Regions from separate parts of the Delphinus delphis genome. Here region 1 is linked to region 2. Evidence: chromatin contacts called from public Hi-C data. All regions are on one chromosome and are shown on one strand. The core of a region is the stretch at or near the end of the contact, and the rest is flanking DNA. Distances in the headings are between cores, read along the strand shown.

What was found. A called contact is a pair of places that touch in the nucleus more often than the background predicts.
Region 1: a contact with region 2 is called in a Hi-C map of lung, with 5 times the contacts expected there. The contact joins the promoter of NANOS3 here to the promoter of MISP3 in region 2. A contact is called at or near these places in 2 of 3 Hi-C or Micro-C datasets (lung and muscle).

What each region holds. Positions count from the first base shown.
Region 1 is chr3:10,448,513-10,451,892 of mDelDel1.2, reverse strand. NANOS3 (nanos C2HC-type zinc finger 3) reads left to right here and starts at 1,576. Exons shown (of 2, transcript XM_060006629.1): 1 at 1,576-2,023; 2 at 3,299-3,380. The coding sequence starts at 1,576. The coding sequence ends at 3,366.
Region 2 is chr3:10,295,662-10,299,255 of mDelDel1.2, reverse strand. MISP3 (MISP family member 3) reads left to right here and starts at 1,252. Exons shown (of 3, transcript XM_060006622.1): 1 at 1,252-2,457; 2 at 2,971-3,044; 3 at 3,304-3,594. The coding sequence starts at 1,890. The coding sequence ends at 3,321.

The DNA of each region.
Region 1 (3,380 bases), core at 327-2,826, 150 kb before region 2:
GTCCACCCATCACGACCCCCACCTTCCAGATCTGGGGGGGCCAGGGGATCCTGAACACATCCCCTCCCTTAGGCCACAGCAAAGGTCACAATCTACATTCATTGTTGTCGGTGGGTTGTGAGGACGGAGGCCAGACCCACCGAGGGATGAATGTCACTGTGTCTGGGCCGGACACAGCCTAAGGGGAATGGGATGGGGAAAAAAACCCCACCCTGGACTCCCCCCCAAAATTGCTCAGCCAGTACCTGACCCTGACCCCAGCCTCTCACCCCTTGGTGAGGGCTGGTGTCTGGGATCCTTACAGACACAGGCTGGATTTGGAGAATAAATCCTGGAGGGTTGGGGGCATGAATCACAGGCTCAGGGCTGGGCAGCTGGGAAACCTTTGTGAAACCGATTAGTGAGGCCCTGCTTCCAAAAGGCTCAATAGAGTTTTCTTGAATGATTGAATGAGTGAGGTGGGTAGGCAGCATAGCACCTCTTCTCTGCCTTCAAGTCCCGGGCCCAGGTTTCTCACCCTCCTTGCCTGGTACCGGCAGACCCCTGCTTTACCTTCAGTTGCCCACCTAGCACCTTGACGCCAGTTGATCCTTCCACCTGCCCATCTGTGTGCCCCACGTGGGTGACTCCTGGGCAAACCTTATCCTCCAGAGACTGAGCTGAGCTCTCATTTGAGGGGGAGATCAAGGCACTGGCGAATGCTACGGGTCCCCCCATTAGCCCAACTTGTGCCTGTGCTCTGCTCCACCCCCTTTCCACCCCAGGACCAGGACGAGCTGGTCCTAAGGCTCTCCAATACCTAAAGTTCCGTTGGTAACTAACAGCGTGGGGAGGCAGGCTTTTGTGCTTGTCTTTGTGAATAACCCCAGGGGCAGGTGGTTTCATACCCCAGTCTGTTCATCCATTAAATGCGGGATCCACTGAAAAGTGGTGTGAAAGCTCCCTGAGGGTGACCAGAGCTGGGAGCCTTGGTCCTTAACCCCCCACCCCATAAGCCAGGCCCATTCTCCTTCTGAAGACAGTTGGAACATCAGTAGCTCCCCAACCCTTCCCAAAGAGCACAGGGGTACCCGGCCCCTCCCCCAGCCCAGGAGAAGGAAGAAAGAAGTTACTAAGTTACTGGCTACATCAATGCTAGTCTGTCGGGTGGGGCTTCCAACCCTCCCGCCCCCATCACCCTGTGGGGCAGGAGAGGCAGGCAGGCTCTAAGGAGGGGTCGCCCTCCCAATGCCCTCTGGGTGGGGTGTGTGGCTCCGTATTACTGGTGCCCCCTGCAGCCTGTGTCTTGTCACCCCCCCCCCCCGCCTCCAGCCCCCCCAGAGACCATGCATCCCCTTGGCAGGTGCATTTTTGGGGGAGCGGCAGCAAGCCCCCCTGTGACAGTAAGGAACCTCCTACAGCCTGCTCCTCCCTCTTCACACCCCCTTGGAGGTATAAGGAGGGAACTGACAGCCCAGACTGCTCGGCTCCAGAGAGGGGAAGGGAGGGTTAAGAAGGGAGGTGTAGAAAGACAAGCTTTGGGGCGGCTGGGTTTCTTCTCTCTCTGCCCCTCTGCCTGGCACACGGTGTCCAGCCATGGGGAGCTTCAATCTATGGACAGATTACCTGGGTTTGGCACGCCTGGTGGAGGCTCTGCGTGGGGAAGAGGAGCCTGAGATCAGGCTGGACCCCCAGCCAGAACCAGTGCCAGGACCAGAGGAGGGTCAGACACACAGCCCGGAATCCTCACCAGCTCCTGAACGCCTGTGCTCTTTCTGCAAGCACAACGGCGAGTCCCGGGCCATCTACCAGTCCCACGTGCTCAAGGACGAAGCTGGCCGGGTGCTGTGCCCCATCCTCCGAGACTACGTGTGCCCCCAGTGTGGTGCCACTCGCGACCATGCCCACACCCGCCGCTTCTGTCCGCTCACCGGCCAGGGCTACACCTCCGTCTATAGCTACACCACCCGCAACTCGGCCGGCAGGAAGCTGGTCCGCTCGGACAAGGCGAAGACGCAGGACTCCGGACACTGCCGAGGAGGAGGTGCCTGTGCAGGTGGCTGGGGGAACTCGAGGAGGGGGGTCTGCCCTGGGCTGAGCCCCTAGGGGCCTTTGTGAAGTGGGTTAACCCCTGGGGTCACAACCCACTTCAGAGGGTTGGGGGGTGATAACCTGTGTAGACAGCTTAGAGCAGTATTCTAGAACTGTTGCCCTACGCTGGTAAGCTGGGGATGGGGTCCCCTGTGTGGCCTTGGGCAAGGCACTCTCCCTCCCTGGGCCCGTAAGGGAAACACCGTCCTTTTCCAGGCGCGGTGTGATCTAGCAGGGAGGCTGTGGGGACTACTGGTGGGATCTGGGGATAGGTACAGCAGGGGCTCCAATCCGGCTTGGCTCGTGGGAACTGTGTGACCAGAGGGAAATGGCTCAGTTAGAGAAACTGAGCCTCCCTTGTTCACTCATTCACCAGATAGTTTTTGAGGCTTGCCGGGTGCCAAGCGCTGGGCTGGGCTTGGCCCACCGTGGTAGATGGGAGAGTGAGAGTTAAAACACAGGCATGGGGGAGTCTAGAGGAAGCACCTGATCCAGGTGAAGGGGTCCAGGAGGTCTTCCTGGAGAAAGTGATTTCTGGAAGCCTAATTCAGTTTGGTGGAGCGCTGAAGTGGAGCCCAGGCAATGAGGCTCGTTTAGGAACTTCGTGAAGTTGGGTGTGTCTGGGATAGAGTATGTGTGCATGTATGTCGGAGGGGAAGGTGTCAGAGATTTCAGGGATGGCACAAGGCCTATCAGACTGTGAGCCCCTGGGGAAGTCACCGGGTGGGAGTACCCCTCCCTATCCCGGCAGCTGTGCAGTGAACATCTGTTAGAAGAGACTGCCTCCAGGAGAGGATAGTATTCCCTATGAGGTCTGACGAGGTCCAACTGGGAGAGGTGGGAAGCTGAAGGGACGCAAAGATGATGATCTCAGAGTCTTCCTTTTTTCCCCTCAAGTCCGAGAGAACAGGAAAACTGGCCTCCGCGGGCGTGCGGGGTGGGGGAAGCCCTCACCAGGATATTGGCAAAGGAAGGCTGCCTGAGGCCGTCCTCCCAGGAGGAGGCAGCACGGCAGGACTGAGTTGGAGTTTCTGCGCTTTGTGTCTCGCTCTGGGTCCCATCTGGGGCTGCCCGGGGCCGGGAATGTCACAGGGGGGTGCTATTCAAGAAATAGCCTGCAGGTGGCGCCAGAGCCATGGCAGCCCTGCAGGTTGAGTCGGTACTTCCGGAGCATCGAATCATCCGTTATTAAATGTTTTTCTCCTCCTCTTCTGCTTTTAAAATCCAGGTTCCAAAGGTGTCGGGAAGCCTAATGGAACTACCCCCTCTTCCTGCTTACCCTCCACTTCTGCCTAAGGAGGCTGGAGCGG
Region 2 (3,594 bases), core at 3-2,502:
GCTGGAAGAGGGACAGGAGGTGATAAAGAGCCCACTGTAGAGACAACTCATTCCAGAAGTACAGTTTTCATCCTCATCACCTCCCGAGGGAGTAAGCACTATTATCCCCGTTTTACAGACAAGGAAACTGAGCCTTGGAGAAGGCTGACACTTAGGTTCTGAGTGGGCGGGAATCAGGTGGGCCTGATTCCAATTGGGTCAATAGAGTCAGAGGAAGGAAGGAGGTCAGATGGTCAGAGGGAGGAGGGTAGCAGCTTGAGATTGGGATCAAGGAGAGAGTAGAGTGGGAGGGTGGACAGAACGGGGACTCACCAGGGTAGGCAGAGAGTTGGGGGATTATTGGGGCTCCTGAGGCTGTGTAGCCCCCCCACTTTCTTTAGGTAACTATATCTTTCTTACTGGTCACCCCAAAATGGTGGGGGGTGGAGGCAGGTTTTGGAGAGAGCCCAGGGGAAGAGAGTGGAAAATGTCCCTGGGGGTAGGTCGCCTGCTCCCGGCATCGATCCTGGCCTTGAACGTCACAATCTGGCCCCAGCTGCAGGGAGCTACTTCTTCCCGCAAGCCTGGATACTTCTCTGAGCCTTCCCAGTCGCCTGGGTCCAAGGTGACCGCCTTTCAAACCTCAGCCGCTCTGCTGAGCCCTGGGCGTTCTGTGTGTGCGTCCCTCCCTCGTCCCTCAATCTGGGAGTGCACTTGGCGGTGGACGCCTCGCGTACTTTTCCTGGAGAGGGTGAGGGGAAGGGCCCTCTGGGCTTGGAGCGGGCGCTGGCTCACCGCTCGGAACCTTGCTGAACCCAGGCACTGGGAGGGAGACTGGGGCGGGCGGTGAGGCGGTTCCTGGCGCCCCCTCCAGCCCGAGCTGTGCGCTGCAGGGGTGGAAGGTGGAAGGACAGCCCAGACGCCGTGGGCGTTGCTGCTGCGCGGGGCAGGCAAGGCCCCGGAAAGATGGCTTCGGGGGACACCCCACCAGAGGACAGCGTTCAGAGGCCCAGCCAGGCGTGCAGCTAGGGCCAAGCCTCCTGGCAATGCCGGGGACGTGAGGCCGAAAACGTTCTAGGGTGGCGCCCCCTGAGTGAACACTGCACCCAGACTGGCGTCCCGGGTAGCGGGCTAGGTCTAGGGAAGTCCTCTTTTAAACGGGCCAATGCCCTGAGCTGACTTGAGGCGTGCTAGTGGAAGAAATCCAGCGCCCAGCTGAGGCGCCCCCGTCTCGAGGGCGGGGCCAGGGCGGAGCCCGGAGTCCTGCCTGCAGGTGCAGGGGGCGTTGCCCGGCCCTGCCCCCGGGGACAGTTCTTGGAGGCCAGGGGCGGGTCAGAGAAGCGGCCGGTGCAGGCTACGCCTTGGAACCCGCGGACGGCGACTGCAGCTACAGGTGCCGCGCAGGGCGGTGTGGCCCAGCTCTGGGCATCAAAACTCCAGCGCTGGGAGCTACGGCTTCCCAGCTGCTCCCAACCCTGGACACCGAGGCCCCCGGGCCGGAGAGCGAAGCCCTGGGGTCGTCCGAAGAGCGGGGCCCTGAGCCCCCCGGGTTAGACAGAGAAATTCCCGGGCCTGCCGCAGAGCAGGATACCGAGGTCCCCAGGCCAGGAGGCGAGGTCCCCGTGCCCTCCCCAGACCAGGGCGCGGAGACCCCCGAGCAAGAGAGCGAAGTCCTCGGGCCATCAGCGGGGCAGGAGGCAGAGCGCCCTGGACCGACCGCAGCTGAGGGCTTTGAGAGTCCTGGGCGAGGCAGCGACGACGCTGAACCGTGTGAAGCGCGAGGCGCGGGGCTCCTGGAGCAGTGTCCCTCTCAAGGTCCGGAAACCTCCTCTGAGTCAAACTCGGAATCCCCCCAGCTGCGTTTTCTACTGCGCTCCGAGACCCCACAACAGCCCCCAGAGCAGCCGCTCATGGAGACGCCCATCGAGCGCGAAATCCGCCGCAGCTGCGAACGCGAGGAGAGCCTGCGCCGGAGCCGGGGCCTGAGCCCAGGTCGCGCGGGCCGCGAACTCGTCGAACTGCGTGTGCGGCCGGTGCTCAGCCTGCCGGGCCCCGGCTCCGCGCTCCCGCGCTCCTTGGAGCGCGCTCGGGCGGGCGCGCAGATGCAGCGAGACATCGAGCGGGAGGCCCATCGGCAGGCGGCGCTAGCGCGCCCCGAGATCCCAAAGCAGCGCGCCCGGCAGCCGCCTCAGCCGCTGGGCGAGCTCAAGCGCTTCTTCGAGGCTGCCGGCGGGTGCGGCTCCTCGCTGGCGGCGGAGGGCAGCGCGGACCCGCAGCGGCTGCCTGAGCCCGGAGGTCGGCCACGTTCAGTCGTGCAGAGCCGGTGCCCGGTGCTGGCCCGCGCCCCGCCGCCCATCGCACCATCGCTGCTGGAGCAGGAGGTGCGCGAGGTGAATGAGCGCGAGCGGGAACTGCAGCGCCAGCGCCTCAGCGTCTACGGCACCGCCGAGTTCAAGGAGCCCGCGCCCAGCCTAACTGGTAAGCCACTGGCGCCCCTACGCTGGGAATTCCCAGGGCTCCAGCCGCTCTCACCGACTGCCCAGCTCCAGTGGCCCTCTGATCCTCAGGGTCCCCCTTCCTGGCTCCCAGACTCCTCGGGCCCCTCTCAACTCACCTCTTCTGGGCTGACCATCCCTATGCTCCACACCCCCGGACCCCGTCGGACTCCCAGATCCAGACCCCTAGGCTCGTGGTGGGGGAAGGGAGGAGGATCCCACATGTCTTTGTCGGGTTCCAGGGAACCCTCCCTGGGTTCAGGCACACCTGGATCCTCCCTCTGAATTTTCGGGTTCCTACCTCCCCACCCTGGGTTTGTTTGCCTCTCTCCCCCCTCGGGTTCCTCCCTCCTCCCTCATGATGGAGGCCTCCATGGGGAGGAGGGCGGGTGAACGCCTGTGTGTGTTTAAGGGGCGCGGCCGCTCTCCTTCGTCCTGGCCGCCTCCAGCTGGTGAGAGGAGGGGCAATCTCGGCTGAGCGCCCCTTCCCCCGCAGCGAGCAGGGGCGACGGAAAGCTGGCGGTGATCTGGCCTCCCCGCAGAAAGGCTTCGGAGAACGGTCTGGAGCAGGTGGGAACCCCTTTCCCCTCCTGCCTCAGGCGTTTGTCGCTGCCCCCCACCCCAACCCTCTGCGTGCGAGAACGCTGGGCTGGGGAAAGGACCCCCTGGGAAGTCACTCTGCGCTAGGACCCAAAGTCCCGGACGTGGCCCAGGGGTGTCGAGAAGGCGGTGGTCCTGGGGCCCAAACTGCCCCACCCGGGGCCTGGGTGTCCCCACTCGCGGTGCGCGGGCCCCCGAGGCATGCCTTCGGTCTGGCCCCTCTCTCCAGGAGGAGCCGAAGCCTTGAGGTTCGAGCCGGCCGGGGTCCCCGGACGAAGGTAACATGCCCGTCAGAGGACCCAGGCAGGGGCGCCCAGGAGTGCCCTCCGGATCGGCGGAAGACCTAGAGAGGGGCTACAGGTCTGAGCCAGGAAGGACGCAATCGATCAGCCCCTCCTCGAACCTGACTTTGTGAAATTGACCAGAATCTTCTATAAAACTGTTAGTCCCAATGGGGAAACACCACTATCACAACCCCGCCAGTAAAACTGCCCCGCCCTTCTCCACCTAACTGCAAACG